Regions from separate parts of the Mus musculus genome. Here regions 2, 3, 4, 5, 6 and 7 are each linked to region 1. The links are chromatin contacts, called in public ChIA-PET and HiChIP or PLAC-seq maps. All regions are on one chromosome and are shown on one strand. The core of a region is the stretch at or near the end of the contact, and the rest is flanking DNA. Distances in the headings are between cores, read along the strand shown.

Region 1 (3,550 bases), core at 240-2,739:
ATGTCCAGCTTTTTAACATGTGGATCCTGGGGCTTGAACTCTGGTCCTAGTGTTTGTCTTTGTGGAATGAATATTCCTGAGTCCCTTAATTTTCTTTTAAATGAAAAGACTGTTGTTGGACATGGTAGTTGAGCTGGTGTGTGTGTGTGTGTGTGTGTGTGTGTGTGTGTGTGTGTGAAAGAGAGAGAGACAGAGAGACAGAGGGAGAGACAGACAGATACACACACAGAGACAGAGAGAGACAGAGACAGAGAGAGACAGACAGATGAGGGAGGGGGGAGGAGGGAGACCCTTGACAACCTCAACACCTTCAGGGAGGGGCCATCTGTTGATAGTGTTGTGGTATTGTATTTTGGGAGCCATGTTCTAGGGCCAGGACTGCAGAGGGCAGAAATGGAAGGCTTGCTATCTTCAGGACGGCGTTGATGGTGGTAATGGCCCCACTAAGCAGGAAGAGGGCACTGTGGAATCATCAAGCTTTGAAACTCTGGGTGGGGCCAGCCACACAGCTTCAAGGAGTCAAGTTGAACCAGCCCACTTGGTTGGTTAGCTACAAACTGCTGAGCTGCCTCAGCAACAATTCTACTATCAGCTGATGGCTATTAGAACCCTGTTCTGTAAGATCATGGTCACATTTGATCTTTACGGTCATACTCCAGTCTTACAGGTGGGAACACTGAGGCTCAGCAAAGACAAGAAAAGCCATTTAAGGTTAACATCATCTAGCTAGCAAACTGTTGAGCTGGCAATCCCAACCACACCTCTGACCCCAAAGCCCAAGCCACAAGCCACTTTGCTGTGCTGTACCAGAGCTGAGCTGGGCAGTCAGCATGCTTCCCACAGAAGAGTGGGGGTGGGGGTGGAGGTAGGGGGTGGGAGGTAGGTATATCACATAGCAGCTGACACCTGCCAACTCTACCTAGGTGTCAGTTGCTATTTCACAAGTAAGTTCTGCTCTGGTTTCTTCTCAAGGGCCACTAGGTCTGGCCAGGATGTGGAAATTTACCATCAGGTTCCGTCTGACCTTGAACGTTGCCAGTAGAGAGTAGGGTGAGGTCCGCAGCCTGTGAATCTGAGCTCAACCCCAGGTTGGTGAGGGCTCTTGGGTTGCCTACCTTAGGCATGGACATTTCCTGCTCATCTGCAGGGCCAGAGTGGATGATGTTCCAGCATAGAGAAAGGAGGAGCCTGGGACCTAGGACAGCTTCCTGGCATATGTCTGAGGCTCCTCCATCCACAGGATACTGGTAACCAGAGACTGGTTTGACATGAGGGGGCTGTGGGTAGTGATGGGGTGCCCTTTGGGAGAATGGGGAAGCCATGGTTAGATCTTGTCGTTCTGAGCTTCCTGCCCCTCCCTCACATGGGCAACAGAACCAAGCTGCCAGAATCAAATGAGCCAGAAGAGGAAGTTTTAGATGACTGACTGGTATCTTCATTTGCAGATCAGGAAACTGAGGTTTGAGGGCAGCTATGACTCATAATAGGTGACAAGTCACTGAGGGTTGAGATGAACAAGCACCCGAGCTCCCTCAACCCCTGCAGACACATGGCCTTCCTTGATGGGGGTTGGGGTGGGGGTGGTTCGATGGCGTCATCCGAGTCTAGTCGTCCTCCTGTTCCCTGGAGCCAGCTCCCCCTACAGGCCAGACATACATTGCCCTTTGCCAGGAGGTCTGGGCACCTTAGCTGCATGGTCTCTGTTCATATGTCAGGTGGCCTGCCTCCTCTCCTGAATGCTTGCTCGTCTTCTATTATGTGGAACACTGTTTTCTTCTCTAGTAAGGGTACCCCAGTTTCCTGCTGGAAATGATCCCTGCTCTGATTCCCACAACACCAGATCTCTCTCAGTTTCTGTTCTGCCTCTCTGTCTCTCCGTCTCTGTGTGTGTGTGCGTGTGCGTGCGTGTGCATGCATGCATGCCTCAGTTCTCTCTGTCTCTCAGCCTCTCTGTCCCTCCCTATTTCTTTCTGTATCTGTCTCTTTCTCTGTCTGTCTGTCTATATATATTTCTCTCTCTCTCTCTCTCTCTCTCTCTCTCTCTCTCTCTCTCTCTCTCTCTCATACACACACACACACACACACACACACACACACACACACACACACACAGCATGTTCCTCCTTTACCAGGTGATAGAAAGGGCAGGCACTAAACTCCGGTGCGGACATGAGTAATCTAGACTCTAGAATGTTTGAGGCTCACACCTCCTGAACTCTACACTCCCCATACCCAGGAGCCAATCTGTTTCTTCTGCAGAACCGTCTCTGTGATCTCGGAATGGCTTTCCCAGAATTGCACGGTGCTCCTCCGCCCATGCTGCCATATGAAGGACCCACTTGTGTGCCTGCCCTGTGCCTCAAGTGAGGCAGATGCTTGGTAAATGTACTGTGGCTTCAGTGCCGCCATAACAGAGAGAGCTGCTCATCTCCCCCCCCCCCCGCCCCCGGTTCCTTTCTGAAGCCTCCCTTCCCTCTCTGATTCCTCTTTGAACCCCCTTCAATTTCCTGCCTTTTCCACTGAATTTTTCATTGGGAAGAAGCGCGTTTAAAGATGTGAAGCACACGCTTTGCTGGGTCTCAGCTTTGATGAATCTTTGATGCTGAGGCTGAGGAGTCAAGGAGATGCACCAGGCTGGGGAAGGAGGGAGGGGCGGGGAAGAGGCCTGCAAGGATGTTATCCTCCTTCCCAGCACCTCCCACAGGGAGTTCATACACCTGCCATGTTCCTAGCCTAAGAGTGTTCTGCAGTGGGAACCTGCGTGCGTGCAGGCAGGTGTGGTGTGTGTGCGTGTGTGTGTGCGTGTGTGTGCGTGTGTGTGTGTGTGTGTGTGCGAGTGTGCGTGTGTGTGCGAGTGTGTGCAGGGCCATGAGGCTTGAGTAGAAGAGACTCCATCCAGCTTGAGACTGTACTTCAGCTGGCTGGCTGTGGCATCTCTGATTCCATGTACTCTGTCCTGAGCCCTTTCATTTCCTCTCACATCTCCTTGAGCTTTGAGGTCATGCAGTTTCTAGGCCGGCACAGTCCTTTCAGTGTGACTCCTAACCACACCCGGAGGCCCTAGCAGCAGACAAGCACCCCCCCCCCCCCCGGCCCCTGCCCTGCCTTCAAGAATTGATAGCCACCGCTGTCTTATACATACAACAACAGAGGATGATGGAGGGCCGGAGCCCTGGTCCTTGGCAGTGAATGACTGGCTTGGAATGCTAATCTGACCTGAATGTTGGAGGTGAAACGCTGAAGGCCTTGTGTGGGGAGATGCTCCCCCAGGCTCAGGGTCTGGTCCAGATGTTTGATGTGGTGGGGGGCCCCCCTCACCCTTACGTGCTGGTCTGCATAGCGTCTCTCAGGGTTGAAGGGATGTCACCAGGCAGGGAGAGGTGACACGTCCCTGTAATTCACTACATCTGCTTTTCACATGGTAAACACTAGGCTGCCCCACCCCTGCCCCACATATGTAGCATATGTGCAGCTTGCTCTCCATGCAGTTCTCCCAGCAACTAGAGTGGGGCTGTCCCTGACTGTGTTGCATGCCTGTGGATCCCATTCC
Region 2 (3,308 bases), core at 369-2,868, 790 kb after region 1:
TGTGTTTTTTGCCAGTGTCCCAGAGAGACTAGGAGATGTTGGCAGACTTGGAGATGTTGGTGTTCTATACACAGTCCACAAAGAGGGGGACGCGGAACCTGACTCTTGTTGGGTTCAACTATTTGTCAACTTTTCCATTTCTTTAGTCAGAAGATAATTAAACAATAAGCAGATGTCAGGATCTAATTGGTTCAAGGAAAGATTGCTCAATGGTTTGCGGTCCTTGTACTTGCTGTGAACTGTAATGCAGAAAGCTGCCTAGCTGGTTTCTCCCCCCAGGAAAGTGGGGTTTTCCTGACAAATCTGCTGATTTGCAGTCCGTTACTCTTGACATCAAGTAGCAAACAAGAAAGCTGGGTGTGATGGCACACCTGGAATCCAACAGCTCCTGAGATCCAGGCAGGAGGATCATAGGTTCAAGGCCACCCTGGGATACTTAGAAAGACCCTGTCTCAATTTTTTAAAACTAATTCTTAGAATACACTTGGGAAAAAAAAAGAAGAGACGTGGAGACACTGTAGCTTGAGACAGAATCTTCCTTTGAGGAGAACAAAGAAGACAGAGAGAAGATAGAATAGTTCGAGGCCAGCCTGATCTACAAAGTGAGTTCTAGGACAGCCAAGGCTATACAGAGAAGCCCTGTCTCAGAAAAAAAAAAAAAAAAGGTAAGAGAAAATATGAAGCTCTTCGGAGACTGCGCTCCTGTGGGGGAAGAGACAGCATGATCCAAAGGTCACCACGGTCTTCAGAGACAGGTCCGCCATTCAGCTCAGTCACCGTCTGCCTGGGGTTGTGTAGTAGAGCTCTGAGATCATTCCCTCATCTGAGGTAGCCTAGTGTGGTCTCTGCCCTCACTCTTGGCAGGCTTACTGTGAGATATAAAGAATCAACATGAAGTTTTGAAAATTGTGAAATACTATAGAACTGCCTTAATTTTCCAAAAAGGTGGGAAGACGTTGGGTAATAGAGAGCTAACGTGAAGCAGGATCTGCGTGGGAGCGAGTTCCTTAAACCATTCTGCTTTCACTGAGCAGCCAACGCTGCCTGGGGGCCCCCGTGTTTCATGCTGTAGTGTAACAGCTCTATCAGGATCCACCCCTAGGAATGTACCCTTGAAATACACAAAGTATACCACACACACACATACACACACTCGGAAACACATAAAGATGCACATAAAGAAAGAAAGGTATATACATTATGTGCACACATAGACACACACATGAGAACACTCAAAGAGACATAGATACAAATGCACATACACACAGAGAGGCATATACAGGGGCACACAGAGATACTTTGATACAGACACACACAAACATACATGTACACAAAGACATGCACACAATATGAGCAACTGTGTCACACTCTGTCACCATGACTTCCTCATTGGGATAAACTGTACAGGCAAATTGTAATCACAAACGAACTCTTCCTTAAGTTGCTTTCATTAGGTATTTGGTCTCAGTAAATGAGTAAAGTCATAGTACAGAAGATAATAGAGATAGGGTGGGTCCCACAGGCAGCAGGTGGACCTTTGCAAGGGCTATACTCAGCCCACATAAGAGAACAGGAAGTAGTTTAGAGAGACAGCCAGTGTGAAGGGGAGAGATGTGTGGATGCTGCCACAAAGCCAGTGTGCTCTGAGAAGGGTGGGCAGACCTGTCAGCCCAGGAAGGAGACAGTAAGTACTGAGACAATGTGGTTAGAAAGACCAAAGAAGGGCAGACTTCAGGATCCTCGAGCAAAGATGAAACCTGTGAAGTTATCCTAGAGATCATGGAAGCCATTGTGTAGCTTTTGAGCAAGGAACTAACCAATCGCATTGAGCTATTGGTAGTGAGGTGTGGAAAGTGGCAATTCTGAATTGGGTAGTCCTACCTATGCAACAGGCACAAGGGGACAATGGCAAAGGTGACCACACACACACACACACACACACACACACACACTCACACACACACACACACACACACACACTCTCTCTCACACACACTCACACACACTCTCTCTCACACACACACTCACACACACTCACACACTTCTCCTGACCACAGAGAGGAGTATAAAGGATTCCCCTCGCAGCAGCTCTTGCTGCTATGCCAGCCTCAAAAGAGCACAGCGGGAAGCGCATCGTAGCATCCTGAACAGGGAAGAGAAAACACATTCTTGGAAGAGAGTTCTCTCAACCCAGCCACCCACAGTCCCAGAAAGGGGCTGGCAATCTGTTTCTCCTGGCATCCGATCAGAATGCTCCTGAGGCCAAGAGGACCCGAACGAGTTCTTCTGCTCGTGTGTGTGTGTGTGTGTGTGTGTGTGTGTGTGTGTGTGTGTATGTGTGTACAGCCCAATGGGGCCTTCTGTCTCTGAACAGACCCCTGATGGGGGAGGCAGAGTCAGTACCTCACACCCCAAAGCAACACTATTTCAGAGTTCCAGGAACACAACCTGAGATGTCCCCAGTCACTACGGGCTTTTTCTCTGGCACTCTGCTTAGCCCTTCCATGTAGAAATGCGGGTATAGAAACACGCCTTGAAGAAATCCTGAATCACAGACATCTCAGAATGGATATGCATGGGGTCTGAGGAGTTTGGGGGTTCTAAACCCCCCAGTGTTATTTGAGTGTTAATGAGTTAGATAATAAACATCCCTGTGAGACTTGTGGGGTGAAGGTTTGGTCACTCAGTAGAGAGGTGAATGAATCATAAGGACATTGATGTCATCAAAAGTTAAGCCACTGGAGAGCTGGAGAGATGGCTCAGCAGTTAAGGGCACTGACTGCTCTTCCAGAGGTCCTGAGTTCAATTTCCAGCAACCACATGGTGGCTCACAACCATCTGCAATGGCCCTCCTCCACTCTGGCTTCTTCTCTGCTTCCCAACCAGGATAAAATAAAAAGCAACAGAGCTGTCCAACCTTGACAGGCACCCCTGAAACCTCAAACCAAATTAATCTTCCCTCCAGTGCTGGTTAATTTTTGTTTGTTTGGTTTTATCAACTTGACATAAACTAGTCACTTAGGAAGAGGTGACAGCAGTTGAGGAATTGTCACCACTGAGGAGCATTTTCTTAAAGGATAATTAATATCAAGGCATCCATCCAGCCCACTGTGAGTGGTGCCACCCCTGAGCAGATGGTCCCAAGGTATACAAGAAAACAAACAACAACAAAAGAACAAGACACTGAGTAAGCCAGGAACTTGGCACTCCTCCCTGGCCCCTGCTTCAGTTCCTGCCTCGCGGTTCCTGCCTTGAGTTCCTGCCCCGACTTCTTTCAGTGTTGGACTGGGACAACACTCCAAAATAAC
Region 3 (3,492 bases), core at 823-3,322, 710 kb after region 1:
TAGGGTGTCTTGGGAGTCTGGGGCAGGGTGGCTTGCATACTGTTTTTAGCTCCTTTTCCTGTTGCTGTGATAAACTACTCTGACAACAACAACTTCAGAACAAAAAAGGGTTATTCCAGTTTCATAGTTGAAGATGCTCTCACAGTGAGGAAGTCAAGGCACCAGGAACATAAAGCAACTGGTCACATGACATCCATAGTCAGAAGAGAAAAATGAATGTATACGTGCTGATGTTCAGCTCCCAGTCTTCCTTTATATAATTCAGGATCCCCTGCCCGGGTAACAGTGCTACCCACAATCCAGATGGGTCTTCCTAAACCAATTAATGTAATCAGGATAATCTCCAGTGGACACGGGTAGAGGCGTGTCTTCCGGGTGGTCCTGGATTCTGTCAAGCTGAAAGTTAGCACTGATCTTTGCATCCTCTTTGCATGGCCTTGGGAGCACAAAGCCCTCCAAAGTCACCACAGACAAAGAGAGAGCAGGAAGGGGTGTGCATGGGTGTTTGTTTACTTGCCTTGATGTCAGACTGTCAGTGAAAAAGCCACGCAGTTTGTAACATAGCTGCAAAGGAAGCTGGAGGTGGAGAAAGGACATAGGAAATACGTGGGACTTGCCATCACTCCACAGTCTGACATCTCCTAGCACAGTGCTTCTCAACCTTCCTAATTCTGCAGCCCTCATGTGGTGACCCCAACCATAAAATTATTTTTGTTGTTACTCATAACTGGAATTTTGCTGCTGTTATGAATTATAATGTAAATATCTGATATGCAGGATATCTGATGTGTGACCCTGTGAAAGGGTCATTTAACTCCAAAGAGGTTGAGAACCATTGTCCTATCAACTCTCAGAGTATGTCATACAGAAGCAAGAGTCAAATTAAGGAGCCATGTCTCGGGTGGCCAGGCTCTCCACTCCAAGTCCTGGGAGCTAACATGATAAATATCAGGCTGATGAGTAGAACGTCCCCGGTCTCTCCAGCATCTTTCCCATTTGCCACTACCCATCACAACCCCTCTTCTACATCTTCCTTGGGTCTCAGGGTCCATCTCACACAACTCAGTTTGGGGGGTGTTTAGGGAGCCATGAACAGAACTAGAACCTGGAGGGAGAGGGGCCTCTGACTTTCTCAATTAGAGATTAGAGCTTGAGCTGTCATTGGCAGGGAGTGATTTGGAAATGCGAGAAGAAAACTAAATAGGAATGAGCTAAAGAAGGAAAAGTTCCGGGGAAAAGGTAGACATCAACCCATCCACATGGTGAGACAGAGAAGGAGCAAACATTAACTCATCCATATGATGGGGAAGGGGGAGGACCAAACCTTAACCCATCCATGTGACGGAGAAGGGGAAGGACCAAACATCAGCTCTCCCATATGATAGGGATGGGAAAGGATAAAGCACTTAACCCATCCATATGGTGGAGACAAGAAGAACCAAAGACAAAACGTGTCAGGGTGGCTGGATGCCAAGAGGGGGCTGGGTGTCTGAACACTGGCTATTTCAAGAAGAGATCTGAATATCATATGAGGAGGAGAAACTAGCAGAGAGCCCACTGTGTCTCATCTTTGTGAGTGGTGTGCATGAAGACCATGGTGGCCTTTACTTCCTTTCAGTTACTTTTAGTGCTTCCTGGAATGTATTTTCATGTCAAAAGTGGGTCACAAGAAACCCCTGTGTGTACTCCAGTTATAGCAATTTAAAAAAAAATCAAAACCATGTGCATAGATAGTGTTTGCCGTAAGCAAGCATGTAAGGCTAATGGCATCAGGAAGTGGCTGTAACTGCACAGGGATGGCAGGCGAGAGAAGTGAAAGTTGTTAACAGCAGGCCATTACCTTAGCTTCCTGGGCCCCGGAAGGCTGCCTTCCTTCCCCCCCACCCCCAACACAGAGGTTTCCAGGCCTGGAAGGTACTCTCAGGACCCAAGCAGACTAGGAGGGTCTCCGTCTCACTCTAAGTGCCTTATCTCAGGGAAGTGACAGTGACAACAGCTTTGTTGGTTGCCGCACGCCACTACTGACTCATCTGATGCTTCCGGCCCTCTAAAACCCAACATGATTTTACCAGTGCTGTTGACCCAGCCACACCACATCCTGTCTGCATCTGGTGTGTGTGTTAGAGCAGTGCATGTGTAGAGGTCGCTGTCACCTTTCATCTCCAGGGGTAGCCATTTTGGCCCAGTGTTAATGTCAGGCCTTTGGTGATCCAATCTGCCACTTGTCATCCACCCTCGCCTGCCCACCTATCACTCAGAAGTAGGGCAGTTTAGTGTCAGGTGAGAATTGGGGGTTTCTACTTTTGAACCCACACCTTTTCATTGTCTACTAGCCTGGGCAAGCACTTACCCTCTCTCTGCTTTCATTCCATGGTCTGTGGATGAATGACACAGGCAGACTGTGCGGAGCTAAAGGAATGACTTTCACTAGACACCACAAGAGAGGCTCACACACATTCATCTCTCCTCCCCATCTGAAATCCATTCTAATCATTGAAAATGGTATTGACTAAAGAGCCCTTTGACATCCACTACAGACCCCATCCAGACTGGTGTAGTGAGACTCCTCTGATCATTTTGACTGTGGCCTTGTGACTAGCTCCTCATCCATTTAATATTAGATTCTAATTCTTCCAGAATCTAGCCCTGGTTCCTTATTTGGGGACCAGCTTATAAACATGAGAAATCACTCATTGGCCTTGACCTTTGTGTATAGAATTTATCATTACAATAAAAAGCAACAGACCAAACTTCAAGAGATTCCCTTGATTCCCAGTGGCCCAGGGGAAAGTCCAGCTGACCCCCCCCCCTTCAGATACCGCACCCCACCCATATGACCCCTAAGTAGCTACCCTTATGTCCTCAAGAGAGGCATGGACAGCTTGCCTACCCTCACCATGTCACAGCTAGTGGAATCAGTTTTGACTCTTTGGCCTGACTCCCCCCCCCCCCGCCCCAAGCAGAGAAGGGCAACAAAGCTTCATTCCAATGGACCAGAGCTCAAATTCCAGCTCTTTACCTATGAGTAAGGGCCTCAGGGGAGTCGCTAGGCTCTCTGACATCAGATCAGGTCGGGGGTAATGAGTCTAGCCTCCCTGGAAGCTCAGGACTTTGGAGGGGGTCCTCATAGAGCCTACCTTTTTCTTTGTCTCAGTTCCACCAAGACAGCAAGTGTTCCTTCTACCTTCTTTCCACACACACCCTACATGAGAAAAGATGAAAATCCAAGTCCCTGCAACCATCCAGGACTAAATCATCCATTTAAACACCACCTTAAGTTCCTTACTCCTAAAAACAAGAGGACCGAATCAGACATCAATAACGTCAGCTTCTCCCAAGCGAATGCTGGGTGCTGCTTGTCACTCAACGTGGATCAGTTCCAGGCTTGGTGAGCAAACTCTAGAAATGTGATCCTGTGAAAGGAATAGCCCCAGCACCGGGGCACATGAACCCCCAAAGTCCACTCAGCTTCATCCCCTGCTCTGAACCTGC
Region 4 (3,405 bases), core at 193-2,692, 950 kb after region 1:
GGATCTTTAAGGTTTGTCTGAGATCCTTTTTTTATTACAGGTTTTCTGACCGTCTTAGCCTTCCTGGTTAAAAAGAGAAAAAAAAGCCATAAATTCAACACTAACATAGAAGACATCACAAATTCTAACAATGAACTTCCTAAGGCTTAAAAAAATCATTTCCCAGCAATCTCAAATACCGCACAGCAAATAACATGTATATAAACAATAAACTGTACTCGAGAAATGTGGTATATGTAATTTAACTCATTAAAATTTCAATTGGGAAAATACACTTTTGATACCATTAGTACTCAGTGGAACTTTTGTTTGTATTTTTTTTAAGTGTTGGAGTGCAAATTCAGAGATTTGCTCATGCTATGTAGGAAGATTAGATTATTCACAATGCTGAAATGTCTTGCTATTTTAAGTAAACAATATAAAAAATTATTTTATTTCAACATTCTCTATCATTTAACTTTTTTTTCCTTTCTCGTTTATAGGCTACAAGAATATTTAACACAAATTAAACCAAAAGACTCGTTTAGACTGTAGATTATTAAAGTACTTTTCTCAATAGAGTCACACGTAAACTAGAAGCAAACCAGAGTCCAGCGATATACTAGGGTAGGTATCCTTAAGTAAATATAAAGACTGACGTTTCCTCATTTTAAAAAGTTCCGTTTTTTTTTTTTTTCGTGTGTGTGCGTGTGAAAGTAACGATTTCTAAAGCCAGCCCTCCTTCGCAGTAAAAGTGTAACCAGGATGTGGCTCTCCTGAAGAGTCTAGGAATACTGAGGAATGTGGGCGTGGGAGATAGAGTAGGCGTGTGGGATGGCCTGGGGACAAAGATAGCGCAAGGTGGCGGAGCTGCAGAAGGACCCTGACCTCAAGGCTAGAACTAGGGAAGGGATGCCGACGGAGCTGTGGAGGCTCAACTCCCCCAAAGTGCCAGCGCGCACCCCGGCTGCGCGCCGCCCGGGGTCCCCAGACCTGCCACCTGCGCAGCGGGCGGGGAGGAAGGAAGCTGGGGAGGGATGGGCAGCCCAAAGGATGGCAACCCGAGGAGGTGGTGGCAGACAGCCCCGGATTCGGAGGCAGCCTTCGCGGGCTCAGAGGACTGGGAGGGCGCCGGCACACCAGGGTCGCCAGCCACCAGAACTCTGCAGTGCGGAGCTTCGGCCTACACTGTACTACGGACTCAGCTCCCGGGCAGTCCCCAGTCTCAGCGTGAGGAGGGCGGCGACCCCCACGCAGTCCTCCCACCAGTACTCACGCTGACTTCATGACCGCAGGCTCCGTGCTATCCTGACGCGCGCGCGGGACGTCGGGCTCCGACAGGAGCAAGGCTGGCGGGAACTAAGCCGAGCAAACCACGGCCGCGGGGACCAGGACTCAATCTGAGGAGAGCCCGGCGGCGACGCTGCAAGCCCAAGTGTGCGCCCGCCCGGCGCATTTCAAACAGGCCAATCAGCGGCCGCCTGCGGCGAAGGGGCGGGGCCTCGGGGAGCGCTGGCACGGCCAGCAGGGGCGCTCGTCTCCTTGGCAACCCAAGGGCGCCAGCCGGAGGCTGAGGAGGGCAGCGCTGGAGAAAAACCTGAGAGGGGAAATCCCGGCCCTTCCGCCCTTCCGTTCTGACGCAGAAGCTGAGATCTCCCAGTCTTTGTCCTGAGAACCTCTAAGGAAGTAAAGCCTTGGTCGGGCATGTTCTAATTTCAGGCTGGCCGCTGGCTACCACATCATCTTATTCATTTTATTGTATTTATATTTTATTTTTACCTTTACTTTTAGTTCTACGTTTACATTTTATCTTACTTTTGATATTTATTTTGAGACGAGAGTATCTTGTATCCCAGGCTGGCCTCACACTTACAGTGAGGACCCCAGAATGATCTTGAAGACTATACCAACTTGGCAGACAACCTGTTGTAAGTTCCTTTCTCTGGATTCTCCAGTTCTCTCTCTCTCTCTCTCTCTCTCTCTCTCTCTCTCTCTGTGTGTGTGTGTGTGTGTGTGTGTGTGTGTGTGTGTGTGTGTGTTTCATGGTGCTAGTGATCAAACCTAGAGCCTCACAATGTTAGGCAAAGGTGATACCACTAAGCCACACATCCTTAACCTTCAAATTCTTGATTTTGATGTTTCCTGGATATACAGAGATGCATAAAATCTACCCACTGCCCTTGTGCAACCACCGTTTACCCTTTGCCTTCTACAAGTTGATTCTTTCTCATTTAATCCCAGCCCCCATGCTGACGATTCCCCAGGGATGTAGCCACACCTGCGTTCTGTGACTCAAGCTCCACTTAGAACTTCCTTTAGGGCCAGCACTGATAAGGATAGCCAGTTTAATATCCATAGTTAATGTCCATATTACTGGACATTAGTCTTTCCAATATTTACTGTTGCAAACTGCTTCGATGAATAAACCTGAAAATGCATCCATGGATAAATTTCCAGAAGCAGATAGAAAGCTACCAGGCTTTGCCACCATCACTTTCCAAAACCGATCCATTTGACTGCACTCTCACCTATAAGTCACAGGTCTGGGAGAGCCCTAGGGTGGGTCATCGCCCTTTGCTTGAGACCCTCAGTGGGGCCCTGAGGCTAGTCTTCCTGTTCAGTTGCGTCACCTCTCACCTGTCCCAAGCCCAACGCTCATGCGTGGAACGTTTCTGCCCCCACACTCGAGTCTCTCTGCTGTCTCTCAGCCTTCCTTTCCTCGGAGAATGCCTCACCTTCTCTGGATCCCAGAGCCCCTGCCGCCCCTCACTGCACCGTTGATTTCAGCATCACCCCACGCGGTGCCCGGCCCCTGTTTACGGAGTCCTCTCCCAGCGTATCCTCTTCAGCCTCGCTAGATGGCACTGTTGCACGCTCGGTGCTTACCACTATGGGCATGGCCCTAAGCGTTGAAAGCGGTGGAGGCTCTCACTGAAGGACACTGGAGGGGCTCTCCCATGCTCCATCTGTAGCTTTGACTCATGCTGGGTTTTCTCTCTCTTGCTCCTGTCCATCCATAGTAAGGCTCTCTAACTCATTCGTTTTCTTTTCTTTTCTTTTTTCTTTCTTTCTTTCTTTTTTTTTTTTTTTTTTTTGGTTTTTGGTTTTTCGAGGCAGGGTTACTCTGTGTAGCCCTGGCTGTCCTGGAACTCACTCTGTAGACCAGGCTGGCCTCAGAAATTCACCTGTCTCTGCCTCCCAAGTGCTGGGATTAAAGGTGTGCACCACGCCCACCCTCCTACATGCCCTTTCTAACCACCCCCCCCCCCCCCCCCCCCGCTTAAAAAAAAGACAAAGGAAAAAAAGAGAGAGGGGGGGAGAAACTCACACACACACAGAAATCCACAAAAACACAAACTGGAGACCATCATATACACATAAAAGCTCAATAAAACAAACAAAAAATAACACACAAAAGTCCAATAT
Region 5 (3,309 bases), core at 635-3,134, 970 kb after region 1:
ACAGCTTCTCACGAGCCTTTCTCATCCCTCCTACACTGGTGGAAATGACAAGACCTCAGCGAAGAAGGAGAAACTTGCTCTAAGAACATGAAACGTAATGGTAGGCAAACCAGGATGAGGACAGAGGGGATCAAACAGCAGAGAAGTTTTAGAAGGTGGACACCACAGAGACAGGAAGTGGCCTCAAGCACAAACCCCAGGTCTCACATTCTACAGAAACAGAGATGAACCCAAGCAACTGGAACCACCCAGGTGATGGCCACACAAAGACCTGGATTCAAGGAGGTGCTGGATAATCCAGAGGAGTTTCTAAAATATTTATGCCATGCACAAGAACACCGGCCTGGGGAGAGTGACTATGCAGAGGGTCTGTCTTTCCCTCTTCCCCAAGCTGTCCCACTACCCTCCAATGCAAAGACAGAATCCAAAAGGAATCCATTGCGCTTACTGTTTAGAAGCAAGAGACAGGAACTTTCTAGACTGGTCACCACTGGGGACCTAGAGAGGGGCAATAGCTTTAGACCTTCAGCAGTACAGACACTCAGGCTGGCTACCAGGAGGTCAGGATTTAGCAGGGAGACCCCATACAAAACTGCAGCTCTGGGGCTGTAGATGTAGCTCAGCTAGTAGAGTACCAGGATAGCATGCAGGAAGCCTTGGATTCCATCCTCGGTGCTCATAAGCCAGACATGGTGACACTTGCCTGTGAGTCCAACACTCAGAGGTCAAGGCAGGTGGATCAGAAGTTCACGGTCATTTTTAAAAAAGATTTATTTTATTTATATGAGTGCCATCTCTTCAGACTCCTCAAGGTCATTTTAAATATATTTTATATCGTGAATTTGAAGTCAGCCTCGTCTATAGGAGACCCTGAGTTCAAAAACCAAAACAAGGGCTGTAGAGATGGCTCAGTGGTTAAGAGCATTGACTACTCTTCCAAAGGTCCTGAGTTTAATTCCCAGCAATCACATGGTGGCTCGCAACCATCTGTAATGGAATATGATGCCCTCTTCTGGTATGTCTGAAAGTGGCTACAGTGTACTCATATACATAAATAAATAAATGAAACAAACAAAAACCAAACCCAATTACCTTCATGATTACACTACAACACTGGGGAAGAGGCGGATGCACTGTGGCTCCACAGGGACACCCCAGATTCCAGTACAGGCTGGACACATCAGGATCGCGCTGCCCTGGCAGGTTGCCTCTAAAGCTGTGTCTGACCTGTCCCTCCCTCATAGTGTTGTTATAAGGACTTGAAGAAAAGAGGCACCACGGCCCTTAGAGTCACACACAGCCCAGCTACTAAACAGTTGCTATGAAAACAAACCCCTCCCCTCTCATCACAGCTATGTTGGAGCAGAAGGTAAGAGCAAGAGAGGACAGGTTCTGGGTGGAGGGTCTAAGGAGGAGCTGAGAACAGACACAGCTAGGATTTGGCCCAAGTGCCCCTGCCTGCCCCTGCCAGGCCCAGCCTCAGTCTTTCTTCCCCCAGGGGCCCATAACCCCAGCAGAAGCTGTCCAACCACAGCAGTGCGGTTATGTATCTGCAGTGCCTGGGCCGGGCTTACTCCTAAAAGAGTGCTCCTTGTGGCTGGCCACTTACACGCAAAGAAAATCGGGCTCTGACTTGTGGAGGGCTGTGCCCCAAAGCATGGTTTCCTGTGACTTGTCACCAGGCCTGAAAAAGTACTTCCCCAGGAGGCAAATGAATCAGCCTCTCCAGCAGCAAAGCTGGGTCTGCAGGGGACAAAAAGTAGAAGAAGCAAAATAGAAACAGAGGCAAAAAAAAAAAATCCAAACCACAGAAGAGGGGGGGCCACTCCCAAGGTGCAATTCCACATCTAGCCACAGGATGTCACCACAGCCAGAGATTCCTGGAGGTAGCAGCCCTGGCCCAAGATGCCTCCAAAGCACTGCCAAGCACAGCTGGTTTACAGGCCTGAGGACTGAGAACTCTGCCCATTGAGTCAGTAATCCTAAGACAACCTGTGTGTCTAAATGAGTGCCATTGAGCCACTGACATGACCTGCTTCTCTTGCTCTCTGTCCTGCTCCATAGAGCAGTAAGCTGTGTGTGTGTGTGTGTGTGTGTGTGTGTGTGTGTGTGTGTGTGTGTGTGTGCGCGCGCGCCTTTCCTATTCCTGGAACCCTCTGAGGGCACAACCTTACTCCACCCACAGTGCCAGACTTTTCACATGGGTCCCAGAGCCCAGGCAGCCTTTGAGGAATGTTGGTTAGGTGAATGGGCACAGTAGCCCAGATGTACTCTCAGGATCAGCAGAAACAAAGTACGTCGTTGTCAAGGAGAGGAAGCCCCAAACATGGGGTCACAAGACATTCCTGGGTCTGTGCCACATGTCTTCATCCAAATACTGCAGGCATGCTAAATATACAGCATCCACCGTGGACCTGCATGGTCAGGGTGGGGTGTGGGGGAACTCTGGACTAGAATAAAGCAATGTATCCTGGTGGTAACAGGTAGCCAGGAGCTTTAAAAACTTAATTTAAAAGGCTGCAAACATCCCAATAGGCTGCACTCTGTGCTCTTGGGAAAGAAGTCTTGACCCACAGATCGTAGGGACTGCATCTTTCACACCCATGCGCCATCTCTACCCCTACTAAGCACAACATTTGCTCTCTCTGGCCCCCAGTTCTGAATACCAGAGCCATGAGGAGCTAAGGGACCAACTACATAGGGACAATAACTGACCCAAAGACCAGATGCAGGGTCTACCCAGGAGCCCAGGCAGCCAGAGGAAAGGCCACCCAGGCACACTGCACCTCTGTGCTGTGAATATGCCTCTGACCAAGTATTCACCTCGCTTCACCATGGCACAGACGCTGTATACTACACAGTTTAACGCCTCCTGGAATTAGAAGGACCCAGTGATCCAGGAGCAGAGACTTTATTTCCTGGCTCTACAGGTAGATTCAAGCTCCATCCAGCTTTCATGGAATTCTGTGATTTCCAAGAAAATCAGAGAGTCTTTCCGCATCTTCCAAGAATATGAGAGAGCAGTTCCCCAGGGATGATGCTACAGAAAATTCAGTGGGGCACACCAAGCAAGACACTTTGACTCCCAGGGAGAGCAAACTATGCCTGCCTCTAGTCCTTCCCAAAAATTCCGGCAAAAGGAGGAAAACCTGGGTAAACCTATCGGATGCTGCAGAAAAATCTTACCCCCCCCCCCCATAAAAAGAAAGAAAGACACAATTTGGCAGGTTCCCCACAACCTGGGTGTCACTCAGAGCAAACTAGAACCAAGACCATACCAAAGAGGAAGCCCTTACTATGCCTGCTTCT
Region 6 (3,287 bases), core at 212-2,711, 680 kb after region 1:
TCAAAGAGGGCAGACTTTGAGGGACAAAGAAAGAAGGGTAACTAAGACATTCTGTATCTCTCTTACACACACACACACACACACACACACACACAGAGAGAGAGAGAGAGAGAGAGAGAGAGAGAGAGAGAGAGAGAGAGAGAGAGCAAGAAAACCACATCCAGTCTGGACTGAAAAAGCAACGGTGAAGGGTGACTACCCCACCCAGTAAATCAAGATGTGGGATTCAAACCACTTCCGCCCTCAGCTTCAGGTCAAGAGCGTCACGTATCTGCATAAGACCTCACAGGGGCGGAGTTGCTGCTGCCAGGATGGGAGTGCAAAACCCCACTCAGGTGACAGGTCACACACCCATGGACACAGCCAAGTAGAGGAGAGGCCAGAATGAAATGACAGATCTGTTCACCTCACGAGACAGGACCACTGGACTCCATTCTCCAAGATCCCAAGGACACAGAGGTGTATAGGCCACAGTCCTTGAACCAAACCAAGATGGCTCTGGCACCAATTCCTGCTGAGCTTCTGCAATGTTCTATACCCATCTCCTAGGCCTGAGATTCTCTCTATGTAGGGACCCCTCATGGACTCAGACACTGAACCCACAGGGTATATTAAGAGGCTCAGACCCGGGCTGAGGCAGTGACTCAGCTAGTGAATGGAGTTTACCCTGACATGGCCTGATGACCAAACGCCCACCCCTGGAACTCATGTAAAGGTAGCAGGAGAAAACCAACTCCACAACATTGTCTCTGCCTACACACACACACACACACACACACACACACACACACACACTACAGAATGTGCGTCCACATACACTAACTTCAATGATAACATAATAGAGGTGACTTTTGAAGGGGTCCAGCCCTTCACTTCAGAGGGCATACTGGTTGACGGCCAGTAGCCCTCTTTGTGCAGAAGGCTCTCTCTACCGCTGGCAGGCATTCCCCATTATCCCAGATGCAAGGAGCCTTAGAGACCACAGTTCTTAGTTTTAGGTGCTGAAGCTACTAAGCTCCTTTCCATCGGATTCCCCATCCCCTTGGGGAGCTTATGATGTTGCTCCAGTGAACTGGCCCACGCCTGCCTGCTGTGCAAGGATCCCAGGTTGTCAGTCTCTCGTCTGCAGACAACTGCAGCCCCTGCGGCGTTACCCAGTCTCAGCTGTGTCTGTAATGTCTATGCAGGCTTATAGACTGGGTCAATTCTTTCTCTCCTTCTGATCTCATCTCTAAAGTGGGGAGGCTAGACAGAGGAAGAGCTTACTCCTTTTCCACATTTGGCTTTGTGTCTGTCCCCAGGGACACCCCGGAGCAAGGACTCAGCCAGTAAGGGCAACAACGCCACAGCAGTCGTGAATGGAAGAGAAGCCCTATGTTTCCACGTTCTGGGTCCAGTGTGCATTCTGTGCCCTAGAGACAGAGACAGGGAGGCAACCCCACAGCCTGAGATGAGGAAGTACGCTCTCCACATCTGAGCTACTTCTAGGGTGAGGGAGGGGCCTCAACTTGATGGTTTCTAGGGAGAGAGAGTTTGTGGCAGGAAGCAGGCCAGAAAAAAAAAAAAAAACCTAAAAACAAAAACAAAACCAGAATCAGCCGGGGAACATCAGCTTGCCACACAGCCTCCCAGGACCTTGGTGGAGAGTCACTGGTACAATGCATCCCCAGAAGTCTTGGAAGGAGACGGGGGTGGGGGTGGGGTGGGGGTGGGGGTGGGGGTGGGGGGGGGCGGGGGGGGCGGGGGGGGAGGAGAGTAGGTTGGGGTTGGGCACTTTCAGGAAAGCTACTGACATGGCTGGGGACAAATAGCATTGTGCAACTTCAGATAAGGTGTGAAGCAGGTGAGACCACATTCAGCTCACACTCAGCGAGAAGGGCTCCTCTTCCTCAGGAACTGGAGCACAGATGTCTACCGTGGTAGCCAGATCTGAGTTGAGGCTCCTCCACCTGTAAACTGGAGGCCTTGGTATTTTGTGGATGTTTCAAGCCCAGGCCTTCGTTTCCTGAGAATAACAACAACTCCTCTTTCAGCATAGGGCCACAAGGTTTAAAAGGTTTGAGTGCTTGGCATATATTAGGGCTCAGCCAACGGCTGCAGAGATGAAGGCTGGAGACTCGGGGAATGCCCAGAAACTCTTTTGATTATTTTGCTGTCTCAAGGGGTCCAGATCTGCAACTGACTCAGAAATATGCCCCACCTCTCCACCCCATCCCCAATTCTTCCTCTAACCCCCACTCCTCCCTGTCCCCCACCCCACCCCATCTCTCTTCTCTGTCTCTCTGTCTCTGTCTCTGTCTGTCTCTGTCTGTCTCTGTCTCTCTCTGTCTCTCTGTCTCTCTGTCTCTCTGTCTCTCTGTCTCTCTCTCTCTGTGTGTGTGTGTGTGTGTGTGTGTGTGTGTGTGTGTGTGTGTATGTGTAAAAGAGAAACAACTGTCCTTCCTGGTCTTCCCCAGACATAAGAAAACAATAGGTACACCCCTCACACACACACACACACACACACACACACACACAAAATACAGCAAGCTGGAGGAAAGCAAGCAGCACACAGCCAGCCTCCTCTGCTCCAGCAGCAGCAGCAGAGCCAGGATCACCTGCAGGTACCACAGTAGCAATGCCCAGAGTTTCTGGTGCCTCCTAGAGCTCCTCTTGGGATGACTGATGCCATATTAGGAACTCAGAGTGGCCTAAGAAGGAGCACTGAGGAGTGTGTGCTGCTGGCCCTTGAAAGGTTGGCCTCCCAGAGTTCTGCTGAGTGCTGGAGATGGAAATGAACGACAGAGTCCTGGTTGGGGGGGAGACCCACACCACCCCAGAAAGGCTCCCTTGTAGCAGGGAAGTAACTTCCTCTCACTGGGCCCCAGCTCTTCTACAGGAAATGAGGGGCGTGCCTTAAGTGAGATCTCAGAGCCCCTCTAGCCATGGGATGACACTGAATGTGGCTGGGCACTTCCCAGGCTTCAGTCCTATTCAAGAAGCACAGGCTGTGGCCTGTGTACCAGGCACCTGTGCCGACCCGGGAGGAGATGGCACATCCTGTTTGCTACTGCCACTGTAAGCTCAGGGCCTCATGAAGGCAGACATGTCTACACTTAAATTTAAACGTGGACGGTCTCAGACCCCAAGACAGTGCTGACAGACCCATCAGTTCTTCCAGGGAGACTCAGGAAGATTCCAGAAAGAAAGAGGATCCCTGAGATGTGATCAGGGATCTGGGAAGGTGAAGGCTGAGAAGAAAATAAAAGGGAACCTTGCACGTGACTGATCATGGCTGCAGGGAGATA
Region 7 (3,456 bases), core at 149-2,648, 750 kb after region 1:
AAGGAAAAATAATTAAATTAATTATTAATAATTAATTATTAATTTAATAATTAATAATTAAATTCCCACTAGAGATATGGGCCTAAAAGGGCACCTTCCCTGCGGCATGGAAATTCCCAGGAATAAAGAAGGAATCCCTTGAGTAAGGAGGAGGGGCAAGTATGTCAAGCAGAGGGAATGGCCAAGGCACAGAGGAGGGCTGGTTTGACTTTGTCAATGGAGAAGTGGTAGTAGAGAGACAAAAGCTGCATTGCATCAGGGGAGCTAAGAGGAGCTAGGGCAGGGCATTGGATGGGTGGATGGTGCAGGTTGTATTCACCATTGCAGAGAAGCACAGCAAAGCCCCTTTCTCATCCTCCCTCCTCATTTCAAATAAAAATTCAGTGTAGAAAGCAACACTGGACAAGGGAGATGGCTCAGCAGGTGGTAAGGCAGCTTGTTGCACAAGACTCAGGGCTTGAGTTCAAATCCCCAAAACTCACATTAAAAAATGGGCATGGTAATTAACATACACTCGTAACTCCAGGCCAGTGGCAGGCAGAGACAGGAGGACCAATGGCGCATATTGGCCACAAGTCTACCTCCAGGTTCAATGAGCGACCCTGTCTCAAGGGAGTAAGGCAGGGGATACTAAAGCAGGGTATTATAATCATCCTGTGTCCTCTGCAGATGTCCAGCTGTATATGTACATGTGTTCATCTACCACACACATACATAAGCACACTCACACAAACCTGCATCCACAGCTGTCCTGCCTCAGATGGACCCAGCTCCCCTGAGAGGTCTGCTGGACTTGAGCACTCAAGATAGCCTTGTTTAAGCCCACAGACTGAGAGGAAATTCTAGAAGCTATGACATCTAAGCCTGCCATGTGACTAGAGTTTCACAGGCTAGCTTTGGCTACCTTCTTAAGTGACCTCCTCCAGCATAGACAGGTCCAGATGGCTGAGTGACAGGTGGCTGGCAGGAAGCTGGCAGCACCTGTCTGTAGGTTTATGCTCTGCCTGCCCCTGGTCAGCCACTTACCACCCCTGGTCTCATCTCAATGGTGTCTTCCCTGGCTCTAGTAGGCCAGCCAGGGAAGTCAGTATTAGGACCAAGGCTGTCATATCCCTTTGTTATGTGGAAGCCCAAGAAACTCAGTCTCACCTCTCAGGACTAGGACAGTCCAGGGACAGAGTGAGAATAGACAGAGTGCAGGACACAAGACTGGCACCAACAGCAAATTACACAGGCACATACCTATGGCTGAAGAGGCAGGCTTCCTTTAAGATGGATTCTGGGGCAGAGACCACCTAAGAGCTGCCCAGTGAAGATTGGTGATAACAACAGTTACTACTTCTTATTGTATAGCCATTATGTGCCAGACTCCCTAGTCAGTTATAACCTATAACATCCTGTTGCTTTCACCCAGAAAGCCTGTGGCTAGGTAGTTAAGATCACCCCACTTAAAAGTTAAGGAAACTGAGGTTCTGAGAAATGACCTAGTTGCCAAAGGTCATTGTTAAGAGGTAGCAGGTAGAGGTGTGTGTGTGTGTGTGTGTGTGTGTGTGTGTGTATGTGTGTGAAGGGTGGTTGAAGGGTTGAACCCCTTCCAGCCACCTAGACCCTCTCTGCTTTTTTCTCGAAGCCTAGGGTCTTGCTAACTCTAACACAAAGCACACACAAGTTCAAGCTCTCCGTCATCAATGAACTGGAGCTGAGTTAGAAGTCAGGCAGCACCCAGGAAGTGATTCTAGGAGGGTGGAACCTGCATAAAATTGACCGAGGAAGCAAAGCATGCTGGGCTTGAGTTGAGTCTGACAGACTTAGGCCAGGATAGTTCCTCTGAGGCTTCAGATCTATACAGGTAGTGAAGGGCTCTAGCCAGCCTGAGTATGGCAAACATGGCTCTGGAAGGCCGTGCCCTTCCCTGATTCCCTCTACCTTGCTAAACTGTTATGTGACATTCCTAAAGCTAGCCACCAAGGTCTATTCCCTTGTTTGGCCACTTCCTTCCTCTTAGACTGACTACCAATGTCCAACTATCAAAGTTTTGAAGTGCAGTACTCAAAAGTCTCCTTTTGGCTACCCTAATTAACATGCCCAATGAATGTTAAACAGTTCATCATAACACATGGTTTCCCCCTTTCTCTTTATAAATTTCCATTTGCCTACAGACCACATTTGTCTTCTCTCTACCCAGTGGCAGTCTTTTGTACCCCCCAGGCAAACGTCCCTTCCCTATCCTTTGTTCCCTTCCCTTTTCCCTAGTCCTCTCTCCCCTGTCTTTGACTCTTACTCCCTGTCCTTTGTCCCTCTGGGGCAAATAAATCTCCTTTGTGCTGAGATCTTGGTCTTTGGTGTGTCCTGTGCCAACTCTGGTCCTTTCAGGTAGCCTCCGCTCAGGTCCCTCACTCGGTGGCTCTTAGGTCTGTTGCATTTGCACACCACTTAGGGCTGTAGAGCTCACCAATGTCTCCGTGTCTCCTTCTACCTTTCCTCTTCCTTAAAACAAGTGCACCATGGCTTGCCTCAAACTAAAAGGGTTCTGCACAGCAAAGGAAAAGCAACAGAGTGAACAGCCAGTCTGGGATCAGAGGAAAATCATTGCCAGCTATTAAACCAATGAGAGATTAGTATACAGAATGTATAAAGAACTCAGAAATTGAACCCAGCAATTAAAAGGACAAATGAGTTGAATAGTCCCCAAAAGAGCAAGTAACCAACAGAGACATGAAAAGCTGTTTAATGTCTATAGCCATAAAGGAAAGACAAATCAAAGATGTGATGAGATTCCATGTCACTGCAGTCAGAATGGCTGTCATAGAAACAAACAAACAAAACCAAAAATCAACAAATGCTGGTGTCTGTAGGGGGTTAGATGAATGTTTATGTGTTGCTGGTGTGTTTTGTGTAGCAGTTTCCTCTGAGAGTGAAACTCCATCCTTCAGGGAAGCTCCTTAAAACAGGAAATAAACAACTCAAGATAACTTCAGGAAGTCCCTGAAACTGATTAGATTCACTAGGCCACTCTGCCTCCCATAGACTAAATACTAAAGACAGCTAATAGTCATTTTCAGAGGACCCATACTGTAAAGGAGACTCAGGAAGCTGAGACCAAAATGCCTAGAACTTAGCTGCCTGGAAGAGGCTAAGACTTGAGGCACCTGAAAGGGAGTCTTCAGCCTGTTGAGTTGCCTTCAAGTTGTGCAGTGGGCTCTGGGTTTCTAGCTTTTATACCGATGCTGGGTGGCTTTGGTGATGTATCTGTTTCTGGGTCATTTCTGCTCATGTAAGTAACCCCTCACCCATATTCCTACAAGTAAAATTTTTTAGTTCACTAAGATGGACTTTGGTGGAATCTGGTCTGTTGTGGACTCTCTTTCTGGGTGTGTAAGCCCCTTGAGACCTGAGTAGCCAGGCCTCATTGCCAGAGTACTCCAACAGCCATCAGGACGTGTTCCAGACCCTCAA

What was found. ChIA-PET counts read pairs in DNA pulled down with a chosen protein or histone mark. HiChIP or PLAC-seq counts read pairs in DNA pulled down with a chosen protein or histone mark.
Region 2: an RNA polymerase II ChIA-PET map of memory CD8 T cells shows a contact between it and region 1, with 12 times the contacts expected there. The contact joins two enhancer-like sites. A contact is called at or near these places in 1 of 484 Hi-C or Micro-C datasets (bone marrow-derived macrophages) and 3 of 115 datasets of contacts at active chromatin or transcription factors (T-cell acute lymphoblastic leukemia, extraembryonic endoderm stem cells and memory CD8 T cells).
Region 3: an H3K27ac HiChIP or PLAC-seq map of regulatory T cell precursor shows a contact between it and region 1, with 21 times the contacts expected there. The contact joins two enhancer-like sites. A contact is called at or near these places in 2 of 15 datasets of contacts at CTCF or cohesin (pro-B cells and stem cell-derived epiblast-like cells), 39 of 484 Hi-C or Micro-C datasets (B cells, CD4 T cells, CD8 T cells and 27 more) and 18 of 115 datasets of contacts at active chromatin or transcription factors (CD8 T cells, DN3 thymocytes, T-cell acute lymphoblastic leukemia and 13 more).
Region 4: a contact with region 1 is called in an RNA polymerase II ChIA-PET map of memory CD8 T cells, with 25 read pairs. The contact joins the promoter of Kif23 here to the enhancer-like site in region 1. A contact is called at or near these places in 2 of 39 promoter capture datasets (cranial neural crest and hippocampal neurons) and 8 of 115 datasets of contacts at active chromatin or transcription factors (CD8 T cells, astrocytes, bone marrow-derived macrophages and 4 more).
Region 5: a contact with region 1 is called in an RNA polymerase II ChIA-PET map of memory CD8 T cells, with 14 read pairs. The contact joins two enhancer-like sites.
Region 6: a contact with region 1 is called in an RNA polymerase II ChIA-PET map of memory CD8 T cells, with 582 read pairs. The contact joins two enhancer-like sites. A contact is called at or near these places in 2 of 15 datasets of contacts at CTCF or cohesin (the NIH/3T3 cell line and pro-B cells), 25 of 484 Hi-C or Micro-C datasets (B cells, the G1E-ER4 cell line, the HPC-5 cell line and 16 more) and 10 of 115 datasets of contacts at active chromatin or transcription factors (CD8 T cells, T-cell acute lymphoblastic leukemia, acute myeloid leukemia and 6 more).
Region 7: a contact with region 1 is called in an H3K27ac HiChIP or PLAC-seq map of regulatory T cells, with 6 times the contacts expected there. The contact joins two enhancer-like sites. A contact is called at or near these places in 1 of 15 datasets of contacts at CTCF or cohesin (large pre-B cells), 1 of 484 Hi-C or Micro-C datasets (nephron progenitors), 5 of 115 datasets of contacts at active chromatin or transcription factors (Th17 cells, embryonic basal ganglia, embryonic stem cells and 2 more) and 1 of 9 other capture datasets (embryonic stem cells).

The regions. Positions count from the first base shown.
Region 1 is chr9:60,997,807-61,001,356 of GRCm38.p6, forward strand. All of the region lies in intron 1 of Gm51680 (a long non-coding RNA gene), which reads right to left. Among named protein-coding and RNA genes, the nearest start is that of Gm5122, 17 kb to the right of the region's middle. Within about 2 kb of position 1,490, at least 126 of the 459 cell types and tissues checked have an H3K27ac peak or open chromatin away from gene starts, as enhancers often do. A contact at or near this core is called in B cells, CD8 T cells, DN3 thymocytes and 24 more, where this site is marked.
Region 2 is chr9:61,789,448-61,792,755 of GRCm38.p6, forward strand. The region is part of intron 3 of Gm34828 (a long non-coding RNA gene); the gene reads right to left. Among named protein-coding and RNA genes, the nearest start is that of Gm34828, 31 kb to the right of the region's middle. Within about 2 kb of position 1,619, at least 28 of the 459 cell types and tissues checked have an H3K27ac peak or open chromatin away from gene starts, as enhancers often do. A contact at or near this core is called in memory CD8 T cells, where this site is marked.
Region 3 is chr9:61,706,024-61,709,515 of GRCm38.p6, forward strand. No RefSeq gene overlaps it. Among named protein-coding and RNA genes, the nearest start is that of Gm34770, 46 kb to the left of the region's middle. Within about 2 kb of position 2,073, at least 124 of the 459 cell types and tissues checked have an H3K27ac peak or open chromatin away from gene starts, as enhancers often do. A contact at or near this core is called in B cells, CD8 T cells, DN3 thymocytes and 23 more, where this site is marked.
Region 4 is chr9:61,945,357-61,948,761 of GRCm38.p6, forward strand. Kif23 (kinesin family member 23) reads right to left here and starts at 1,443. Exons shown (of 23, transcript NM_024245.4): 1 at 1,256-1,443; 2 at 1-63. The coding sequence starts at 1,266.
Region 5 is chr9:61,963,942-61,967,250 of GRCm38.p6, forward strand. The region is part of intron 5 of Paqr5 (progestin and adipoQ receptor family member V); the gene reads right to left. Among named protein-coding and RNA genes, the nearest start is that of Gm35152, 11 kb to the right of the region's middle. Within about 2 kb of position 1,885, at least 112 of the 459 cell types and tissues checked have an H3K27ac peak or open chromatin away from gene starts, as enhancers often do. A contact at or near this core is called in memory CD8 T cells, where this site is marked.
Region 6 is chr9:61,679,665-61,682,951 of GRCm38.p6, forward strand. No RefSeq gene overlaps it. Among named protein-coding and RNA genes, the nearest start is that of Gm34770, 20 kb to the left of the region's middle. Within about 2 kb of position 1,462, at least 110 of the 459 cell types and tissues checked have an H3K27ac peak or open chromatin away from gene starts, as enhancers often do. A contact at or near this core is called in B cells, CD8 T cells, the G1E-ER4 cell line and 14 more, where this site is marked.
Region 7 is chr9:61,747,668-61,751,123 of GRCm38.p6, forward strand. It overlaps Gm34828 (a long non-coding RNA gene), which reads right to left. Exons shown (of 7, transcript XR_001779197.1): 7 at 2,720-3,456. Among named protein-coding and RNA genes, the nearest start is that of Gm34828, 73 kb to the right of the region's middle. Within about 2 kb of position 1,399, at least 10 of the 459 cell types and tissues checked have an H3K27ac peak or open chromatin away from gene starts, as enhancers often do. A contact at or near this core is called in memory CD8 T cells and regulatory T cells, where this site is marked.